Linked DNA regions of Sus scrofa: region 1 is linked to region 2. Evidence: chromatin contacts called from public Hi-C data. All regions are on one chromosome and are shown on one strand. Each heading gives the region's core, a stretch centred on a gene start, on an enhancer-like site or on the middle of the called end of the contact. The rest is flanking DNA. Distances are from core to core; before and after follow the strand shown.

Region 1 (5,408 bases), core at 1,408-3,907, 1.2 Mb before region 2:
TCTTTTTAGGGCCACACCCACAGCATATGGAGGTTCCCAGGCTAGGGGTCAAATCAGAGCTACAGCCTCCAGCCTACACCACAGCCACAGCAACGCAGGATCTGAGCCACATCTGTGACCTTACCACAGCTCATGGCAATGCTGGATCACTTAACCCACTGAGCAAGGCCAGGGATCAAACCCGCAACCTTATGGTTCCCAGTTGGATTCGTTAACCACTGAGCCACAATGAGATCTCCCTCTTGAGTTTACAATAAAGACATTTTGGTGCCATGTTTGGACAACTTTTAATGATGATGCTGGGTTGCCTATGATCCCTACCACCATTCCCACACTGCCGTTATCTGGGTTAATCTGGGGGCCTTCACTCATTTAAGAGTGGTTTTTCTTGAGCACCTACTCTGTGCCAGGCACAGTTCGAGGCTCTGGGGAGACAGCATGGAATGAAATTCAGATTCTGATGAGAAGTGAATGTGTATACAAGTCTTCCCTGAGTGTTGGAACTGGGAACAAGCCCCTAAGCTCTTTTTTGTTCACCATCTCCAACATGTGATCTCTTTCGGGTCAATTATTGGGAGCACTTTGCTATTTATTGGCAACTCCTGATGACTGAGTAATTAACAATTCACAACCTGGTAACTTTTCTAGTAGTGGAGGAAGAAGGGGAATTCCCTTTGTCGCTCAGTGGTTAACGAACCCGACTAGGATCCATGAGGATGTGGGTTTGATCCCTGGCCTTGCTCGGTGGGTTAAGGATCCAGTGTTGGCTGTGAGCTATGGTGTAGGTTGCAGATGCGGCTCGGATCCTGTGTTGCCGTGGCTGTGGTGTGGGCCAGCAGCTGTAGCTCTGATTTGAGAACCTCCATACGCTGTGGGTGTGGCCCTAAAAAAAAAAAAAAGAGGCAGAAAGGGATGCCACTAGTTTTCATAGGGCTGCTGGCACTTGTAGAAGGTGTGAGGGTAGTCACACCGCGTGGGGGCAGCCTAGCAGAGTGGTCCACAGCGTGGCTCTGTGGACTCATGGACCTGGGTGTAAATTTTGGTTTTGTCACATATCTATCTACATGGCTTTGGGCAGATGACTTAACCTCTCTGAAGTTCATTCTCTGCCAGCTCCCAGCCCTACCTCCGTAGAGTGAGGTGAGTGATAATAATTACCTAAGAGGCTGGGAGTAAGCATTAAATGAGATTTTACATATATATGTGTGTGGATATGGTGTTTGGTATAGTGAGCGCCTGGCACAAGGCTCCATAAATGGTAGCTGTTTTTACTCAGTATAGTTTAGTGTTACTTTCCTCCTACCAGCCTTTTTGAGGTGTAATTGACAAATAAAAATTTTATATATGTAAGGTGTACAGCCCAATGTTTCCATATACATATACATTGTGACATGATTGCTCCCGTCAAGCTGATGGAGTGACATATCCATCCCCTCACAGAGTTGCCATTGTGTGTGTGTGTGCGTGTGGTGAGAACACTTGAACTATACCCTCGGAAAATGTCCAATATACAATACAACATTATGAACTATCTACCAGCTCTGTCTTATCATCACTAGGCTATACATCAGGTCCCGGGTCACACTCATCTTGTAACTGAAAGCTGATACCCTTTGGCCAGGGTAACTCTCTGGTAACCACCATCCTACTCTGTTACTTTGAGTCTATTTTAGATGACACATGCAGGTGACACTGTACAGTATTTGTCAGTGTTCTTTAATTCTCACGTATAACGAAGACTTGCTGATTCATTGCGTAATTAGAGAACATACACTATACAGTTCGACAGGTGCCGAGACAAGGGAAACACAGGTTGAGATGGGTGCGTAGAGCAGGGACACCTTGCAGTCTAGGCAGAAAGCCTGGAGGAGGAGGGAACTATAAGCATACCACTGGAGGCTGAGTGGGATACAGCTGGTAGAGAAAGTATGTGTGTCTGCATGTGTGTTTGTGCCAGGGAGTCGGGGCTGAAGGAGGTCAGTGTTACGGGCGAGATCCATAAACGGGACAGGACAGCATCCGAGGTAATTTAGTAAACGTTTTAATGGAGGAGAGCCTGGAATGTAGGAGCCCGACAGTGTGCTGGGTCTGCTTCATGAAGTTATGGATGTGTAAAGCTGAAAGATGGGCTGCGATGCTTAAGCTTGTCCCCCTCAGACCTGAGTTTGAGTCCTTTTCTGCCTTTTAACAACCTTACCTTGGGTTAGATACCAAACTTCTCTCAGTCTCTGTTTCTTTCGTCTTTATAATAGGGATTAAAAATCCCTGCCTGACAGGATGGGCCATCTGAGATACATCAGAGACAATCAAGCAGTTAGCGAAAGGCAGGAAGGCAGGTGTCAGGGCTTTACTAGTGGGAGTGTTTTTTTTTTTTTTTTTCCCCTGCACCCACAGTATATGGAAGTTCCTGGCCAGGGGTGGAACCCTGGAACTCCGCGTCTCAGCAGCAACCCCAGCCACTGCAGAAATAACACCGGGTCCGTCCTTAACCCCCTGCATCACAGCAGGAACTTCTAGTGGGAGTGATTTTAATCTCTGGATGTGAGTTCTTACAATGTCACATCCGGCATCTGGCCCACAAAGGGACTTTGAGGTCATGCTGCCACCGCAGACACCCAGGTGGCAGCAGGCGGAGAGGACAAGAATAGCCAGGCGCTGGGACTGAAGGAGCCTGCGAGGGCAAAGAGCTGTGGCTGAGGTGGGGCCCAGCAAGCTGGTGCCTGCTGAAAGCCGCATGCACGGAGCTAGGCTGGAAGATTTGGACCCTCTCAGCTCTGCAGTGCTTATCCAATGAGCTCAGTCCTCCTGGGCCTCAGTTTCCTTAAATGAAAAATGCAGGGGAGGTTGGCATGGCAAATTTAATCCTCGTCTTAAATGGAGAACTAGATGGAGAAGAATTCAGAAGCTTTGTACAGTAGAAGAGAGAAAAGAGCCTTCAAATCAATCAGGGGTACCTGCTTTGTGAGACAGGGGAGTTGCAGCATGTGGGCCGTGGAATTGCTAGCCTCAGAACTTGCTAGGAAGCCCTGACCCTCGTGGTGTGCTTATTTTGTATGAGGCACCATACTAAGTGCCTCATGTGAATTTTATCATTTAACTCTCCAACAACCCCATAAGGCAGGGACTATTATTATCTTCATTTTATAGATGAAGAATCTGGCACAGAGAGGTTAGGTGATTTGTCCTAAGCCACACAGTTGTTAGTTGTGACCAGTGTCTCTTCCAGCTCTCGTAGTCTATCAACACTGAAAGCACTTTTTTTTTTTTTTTTTTGCTATTTCTTGGGCCGCTCCTATGGCATATGGAGGTTCCCAGGCTAGGGGTCCAATCGGAGCCGTAGCCACCGGCCTCCGCCAGAGCCACAGCAATGCGGGATCCAAGCCGCGTCTGCAACCTACACCACAGCTCACGGCAACGCCGGATCGTTAACCCACTGAGCAAGGGCAGGGACCGAACCCACAACCTCATGGTTCCTAGTCGGATTCGTTAACCACTGCGCCACCACGGGAACTCCAAGACTGAAAGCACTTTGAGCAGAGGAGCCTTATATTTCTTTTGAAAGCTCTAGGGCCTGGTAGGCTTTCAGACCATGCTTATTGCTTTGCTGAACTCAGTGGGTCCAGCTGCCCACAGTCACTTGGGGTCTCTAAAAAGCTTCTCACACCTGGATCCAGCCTCGGATCACTTACATCTGAATCTCTGGGGCTGGGGTCTGGCCACTTGGGCCTCTTGATTCTGGCTAAATACTCTGATTCTTCACCAAATAGTAGCCCTTTTTCCCTCTTCCTGCTTCTTGGCACTGGGAGGTGCTATTGGATAGTCTATGAAGTAATAGTCGCCTCAACCCAAGAAAGGCATTTCTTTTTGTTTTGAAATTTGTATATCTCCTCTTGAACTTGGAGAACTTGGGAGATGGACCTGAACTGGCCTTATCTGTGGCTCTTTTGAATGCTAACCATTGATGGTTAAGCAAGCAGATGTATGAAGTTTCTGGTGAGTCTGAAACTTTGTTTTGCTTTTAGCCTTTCTGCAGAAGCAGGAAGAGAAGGTTTGCCAGGCATCATGTGAGGTTGGGCGGTCTGAATAATAGGTCCCCAAAGGTGTCCACGTCCTCATTCCCAGAACCTATGACTGTGTTATGTTACCTGGCAGAAGGGACCTTGCAGATGTGATTGTTAATGATCTCAAGGTGCGGAGATGATTCTGGGCTCTCCCGGGGGCGGGAGGCGGGGATGCAGTGTACTCACATGAGTCTGCAAAAGCTGGAAGGGGATGCAGAAGGGCATGTGAGGATGGAAGTAGAGCCAGAGTCAGAGAGGGTTTGAAGATGCTTTGTTACTGGCACTGAAGCTAGAGGAGGAGGCCACAAGTCATGGGATAAAGGGAGCCTGTAGAAGCTGGAAACAGGTTTTCCACTAGAGTTTCCAAAAAGAACACAAACCTGCTGACATTTTGATTTTTAGCCTAGTAAAATCCATTTTGGGTTTCTGACTTCTAGAACTGTAAGATAATAAAATTGTGTTAACTACTATATTTATGGTAATTTGTAATAGCAGCAATATGAAACTCATACATGAGGAATACCTGAAATACTCCCAAAGATAGACATTACTGTTTGGCTACCTAATGGCCATTTCTTTTCTTTTTTTCCCCCCTCATTTATTTATATTTATGGCCATTTCTAACCACTTCCTCCCTTGCTTTATTCCCAGATACTCAGATTTTCAGACTATCATGTGACCCCATGTGTCAAAAGGAAAAGTCAGCAGGGGCAAGAGTCCTGATAAAAGAATGTAGGTACTCAATGAGAGCTCTCTTTCACTGTCTTAGCCACGCCTGGGTTTCTTTCTTTTTTTTTTTTAATTATTTTTTTTGGTCTTTTTGCTATTTCTTGGGCCGCTCCTGCGGCATATGGAGGTTCCCAGGCTAGGGGTCGAATCGGAGCTGTAGCCTATGCCAGAGCCACAGCAACGCTGGATCCGAGCCGCGTCTGCAACCTACACCACAGTTCACGGCAACGCCGGATTGTTAACCCACTGAGCAAGGGCAGGGACCGAACCCGCAACCTCATGGTTCCTAGTCGGATTCGTTAACCACTGCGCCACGACGGGAACTCCCACGCCAGGGTTTCTTACTTTGGAAACTTACTAGGTCTAGAGCTGCAGCAGCCATCTTGGGACCATGAGGTGAAAGTCCCCATCCATCCGTAGGACTAGAAATCATTGTTAGGTCAGCCCAATGCATTCTAACTGTTATAGTTCATCTTCTAAGATGTGACCCTAATTGCTCTTTCAGGAGCTGCACAATTTCCTCCAGAGAATCACATAAAATCAATAAATATTTATTGACTACCCAGGGCTCCAGGTTGAGCATTGGGACGAAGACATGGATTAAGCAGTCCTGTTCTG
Region 2 (5,340 bases), core at 2,798-5,297:
AAGTCTGAAATGACATAGCAATGTGATAAAAACTGTTATTTGAATGGTAAAAATTTATGGGTAATTTTTATCTTTCACCTATCAGTACTTTCTCACTTTTGGACAATGACTATGCATGACTTAAGTAATAAAAAATACAATACAATTTGTTTTTAAAGGCTATGGACAGGGTCTTCATACAGACTTGGGTTCAGATTCCAGCTAGCCCGCTAATTAGCAGTGCGACGGTGGAGACATGACTTACATTCCTTGAGCCTCAGTTTCCTTGTATCCAAAAGGGTGAGACCAGCACCCTCCTCGGGAGGCAGTTGTGAGCAATACACTAGGAAGCATAACTACAGCGCCTGGCATGGAGTACACACTGAATGACATTTTTCCCTTCCTTCCAGGATATCCAAAAATACCTCAGAATAACAATTCACAAAGACAAGATGGTCCGACACGTACCTCATCACGTAAAATGTAGGTTTGAAAAATTAGGAGAGACTCAGATTTAATGCTCCAGGCTTCATCCTTCGAGCCCCGATCTCACCAACCCCACGCGGCGGCAACCCAGGAAAGACCCACAGTTAGCCAGTCTATTGCGATCCAGGTGGAATCAGGCAGCTGTGTTACCCAGCCCCATCAGCAGGTGGGGCCGGTCTCCTCCCTGTATCTTCACACTATTCCCACTGGCCAGCTGGTGGAAGGCTCTCCCACCAGAACTGGCTGCTAACACCCGGGACCCTCCTCTCTCATCCCTACCTGCTTCCCACCTCAAGCCAGAGGCTGTTCACGTCTCACTCCTCCCTCTTTGGGCTGAGCCTTCTGGTTCATGAATTTGGTTGTCTATCAGCTGGGATCTGCCCTGCCTTCTCCCATCTTTTCATGCATTCACACGACAAACGTACAAACTTTATGATGACCTCATGGATACTGAGCTTTGTGCTAGGATATAGGGATAAATTAGAGGCATACCCCACTCTGGGCGGTGCGGGCTCATAGCCTGGTGGAGACAACTGGCAGGAAAACAGATCATCACACTATAATGCTGTTACAGCCACTATTATTAATATTATACTTACATAGTCCTTGTCCTAGGCCAGGAGCCCTTCTAATCATTTCATGGTATGCTTCATTTAATCCTCACAACCCACCTTTATGGGGTAGTGTAAGATTGTATTTATGTGGAGGGAGAGGAGAAAAGGAGACACAAAGAAGTAATTTGCCCAGAATAGCACAATGGGTAAATGTCAGAATCAAGATTTGAACTGTAGCTTCTTTATGCTCTTAAAAGTGATCAAGGACACCCACAAAGCTTTCATTTATGTAAGTCAGATCTAGTGAAATTTACCGTGTTAGAAATTAAAATTGAGGGAGTTCCCAGGTGGCCCGGCAGTTAAGGATTTGGTGTTACTATCGCTGTGGCTTGGGTTCGATCCTTGGCCCTGTAACATCCACATGCTAAGGGTGCGGCCACCAAAAAAATATACTAATTGAAGTTGAGAACGTTTCAAAACATTTATTAGCTCTTTAAAATAACGATAATAAACCCATTGCATGTGAATCTAAATAACATTTTAAATCAAAAAAAATCACTTAGCATTAAGTGGATTCTCATATCTTCTGCATTGTCTGCTGGGATGTGTTATTTGGTTGTGTTAAAAGATAAGCTGAGGCATATTAAAAAATACAAGAGCTTATTTGAGCAAAAATCAACTCTTATCTGGCAGCACCAACCTGTAGTGGTTAGGAGTGTGCCACGGACAGAAGTTAGAAACAAGACTTTTTATAGAGAAGATGTGGAAGCAAAGTAAGGAAATTATTTGATTGGCTATAAATTAAGTGGTTGCCTAACTGGAGAAACTCTAATTGGCTATTTGTTGTTGATTGGTTGTCCTTGGGTTTTTTGGTTTGCTTTTTTAAAAATCTTTTTAGAGCCACACCCATGGCATAAGGAAGTTCCCAGGCTAGGGTCTAATTGGAGCTGTAGCTGCTGGCCTACACCACAGCCACAGCAACACCAGATCCTTAACCCACTGAGAGAGGCCAGGGATCGAACCCACATCCTCATGGATACTAGTCAGACACCACTGAGCCATGATGGGAACTCCTGTCCTTGGGTTTTGATTTCTTAAATTTGATACATTCATACCTTAGGTTTGTGTTTGCTTGCATAGGCTGCTAAGGCATCAGAACCATCTCAGTCTGATGGTCTCCTTGTTTAAGATCTCAACCATTGAAATATACAAAGAAATTTGGCCTCACAAGGACATAGAAAAAAGAGGACTATCTTAACCTATTCAGGTCATTATGGTGATTCTTCTTTGATCCTATACCCAAATTTGACAAGTGGCTCTTTCTTAAAGGGTGCATATAGTGTGGGATCTGACAGTCCACAGTGGAGAATTCAAATTTTCCAAAATTCTCACTTGTCAGAGTTCCCATCGTGGCTCAGCCATTAGCGAATCTGATTAGTATCCATGAGGATGCGGATTTGATCCCTGGCTCCCCCACTGGGTTAAGGATCTGGTGTTGCTGTGAGCTATGGTGTAGGTCGCAGACACAGCTTGGATCTGGCATTGCTGTGGCTGTGGTGTAGGCTGGCAGCTGCAGCTCTGATTTGACCCCTAGCCTGGGAACTTCCATATGCCACAGGTGTGGCCCCCAAAAAACAAAAAAGAAAAAAAAAAGAAAAAATTCTCACTTTTCATGTAAATACGCAAATTTTATCATTGGCAACAATTATTATTTGTTTTCCTTGAAGTGGCAACTCTGACTTCATCATTAAAAAAAAAAAAAAATCCACCAACTACCTAAGTCTGAAAAAACCACAATGACTGTATCAGTCATTCTTTCAAGGGAAAATGGTGTTTCATAAGAAAAATGGCTGGTTCGGCTCCCAACCCAAATAATCACCAGAGCTTTTCCCAAGGCTTCCATTGTGCTTTGCAGGTGGCACAAATGCTTTATGCATCTCATTTCATCACACAAAACATTGAAAAGACAGGCACTCCAGGGTTGAAATTTAATAAATTTTGACCATTTTTACTGCTTCATCAGGAATATTCTTAAGTGAAACTGGTTATTTTTTCTTTTTTTACCTGCTCATGTAGCAGTGAGTAACCAATGATTACAACTCAAGTGTAGTACCATCACCTTGATCCATACCGAAGTACCAGAAGTATCACCCGATATTGCCTTTACACCATCAGTTCAAGAACTATCTCAGCAAAAAAAAAAAAGACGAATAAAATCTCAGTAGTGATCTAAAAATGATTTGGATCTCATGGACCCCTGAAAGTGTCTCCATTTCCTCCAGGGCCTTCAGATCATACTTTGAGAGCCGATGCTTGATACTCTCTGGGATCAACCTGGAGCTACATGAGCAATTCTTCAGGGATCATTTTGGGTTAAAGCCCTGCCCTGAGCCTGGTGATTCTGACAGCCTGTTTGACCTTAGTCAGCACCTTCCCTGGATCCCTTGAACTCCAGGTTCTGGCTTAGATGGACCACCAACCACCACCTGTCCTCAAACTGGACCCACCTACCCTGGGCCGCACGTCTGTCCACCTCACTCCTGTGGAAACTCATGGAGCTTGCATGGCCCCAGCCTTCACTGTATGGCAGCATTGAATTTAATTCTTAGCACACTCCTGTGAGGTGGGTACCATTACCATCCCGTTTGGCCAGTGCAAAAACTGAGGCTCAGGGAAGCGGACGGCAACTCAGCTGTCGAGGAGAAAGCCAAGTCCCAGCACTGGCTCCTGGTCAAGTTCCCACAGTCCCATTCCCACCCCCAGTCTGGACTTCCCTTCGGTCTGCCTGCTGGTGAGATTCCAGCATGCCTCACCACCAAAATTTCCTGAAATGAGAAAATTCCCAGCACTGGCGGTTTTAATCATCCAATGTCTGAATTCCTAATATTCACAAATCACTCAGACATTGGAAACTTTGAGCCACACCAGTCTCCGGAATAGATAATTGATAAAGCCTGAGCTGGGTTCACTCCTGCATTGTCCGTCGTGTGCGGGACGTGGGCCTTCCTTTGGGGAGGGCTTCCACCCAAGCGGGTGGTTTGTCATCTCTGGCTTTGTCCTGCCCCTGGGAATTGACATCCTCCAGCCTCTTGCTCAGCGCCAGGAGCTCCCTGGAAGAGCCAGAGCCCATTCAAACAAGCCTCCAAACAACTCACCAGGATGTGACAGGATAAAAATCACATCCTAAGACTCAGATTCAGGAAACTTTCTCCTAAAATAAATCCAAACTAAAGTAAATAAAACATTAGGAATATTTTGGGAGAGCAATCTCACAGAACTATAAAAAAAGGACCCAAAAAAATGCTATTGTCCACAGACTTTGTTCAGACATTCTGCATTTCTGGTATGTCTTGTTAAGTGGTGGTTTCGTATCTGACATCGGTGCAAGGGGGAAATGACCCATGTTTATGAAAATTATACCATTTCTTCTAAGGGTAAGAGTGTCCTTTAAGCACTGGTTTGAGATAGGGCAGAGAGTTTGATGAGGATTTAAGGTTGTGATGATTAAAGCCAAGCTAGGAGAAACATGTAATTTGTCCAAAGGCCCAAGCTAACCGCAGCTAAGAAAGAATCACATGGAATACGTACAAGGAGGACACTGCAGTGCAGTCTTGGGTCCATAGGGAGAAGAGGGGACACAAACAGAAACTACGATTTCACAGGACAAGAGGAAAAAAAAACATGTTTGGTGTAAAGAAGGACAAAGTATTTGGCATAATGGACAACAACTGAGCCTTCACACACATTCTGTCAAAATAGATTCTGTCATGGCAACCATGATCTTCTTGCAATCTTTAGTCATCCAATTTTTAATGAGTCAACCATCCTTAGCCGGGCACTGACCATGACGCCGGGGTAAGAACACTGTCTGTGCTCTCAAGGAACTTCCAGGCCAAGTGGGCAAAACAGACTCGCGAATAGGCAAAGATAAGCAGATAACGAGGGCTATTAGTTCTGCTGGAGAAGGAGGGCCACCCCTGGAAGGCTTCCTGGTAAAGATGGCAATTGACCTGCTTAAACCCCCAGCAAGGTAGGTGAGGTCTTGACACATGGCGGTGGACGGCGATGGTCGCCTTGATACTCCCAAAGATACGGGTCACCAACATATTTCAGGAGCTCCCGTCATGGCGGAGCAGAAACGAATCCAACTAGGAAACATGAGGTGGCAGGTTCGATCCCTGGCCTGGCTCAGTGGATTAAGAATCCAGTATTGCTGTGAGCTGTGGTGTAGGTCACAGATGCAGTTTGGATTCCACATGGCTGTGACTGTGGTGTAGGCTGGCAGCTGCAGCTCTGATTCGACCCCTAGCCTGGGAACATC

What was found. Hi-C and Micro-C count contacts between places; a contact is called where the count stands out from the background.
Region 1: a Hi-C map of heart right ventricle shows a contact between it and region 2, with 8 times the contacts expected there. The contact joins two enhancer-like sites. A contact is called at or near these places in 4 of 47 Hi-C or Micro-C datasets (embryonic fibroblasts, heart right ventricle, retroperitoneal adipose tissue and 1 more).

What each region holds. Positions count from the first base shown.
Region 1 is chr6:157,160,995-157,166,402 of Sscrofa11.1, reverse strand. No RefSeq gene overlaps it. Among named protein-coding and RNA genes, the nearest start is that of USP24, 57 kb to the left of the region's middle. Within about 2 kb of position 2,657, at least 10 of the 83 cell types and tissues checked have an H3K27ac peak or open chromatin away from gene starts, as enhancers often do.
Region 2 is chr6:155,969,373-155,974,712 of Sscrofa11.1, reverse strand. No RefSeq gene overlaps it. Among named protein-coding and RNA genes, the nearest start is that of PLPP3, 170 kb to the right of the region's middle. Within about 2 kb of position 4,047, at least 10 of the 83 cell types and tissues checked have an H3K27ac peak or open chromatin away from gene starts, as enhancers often do.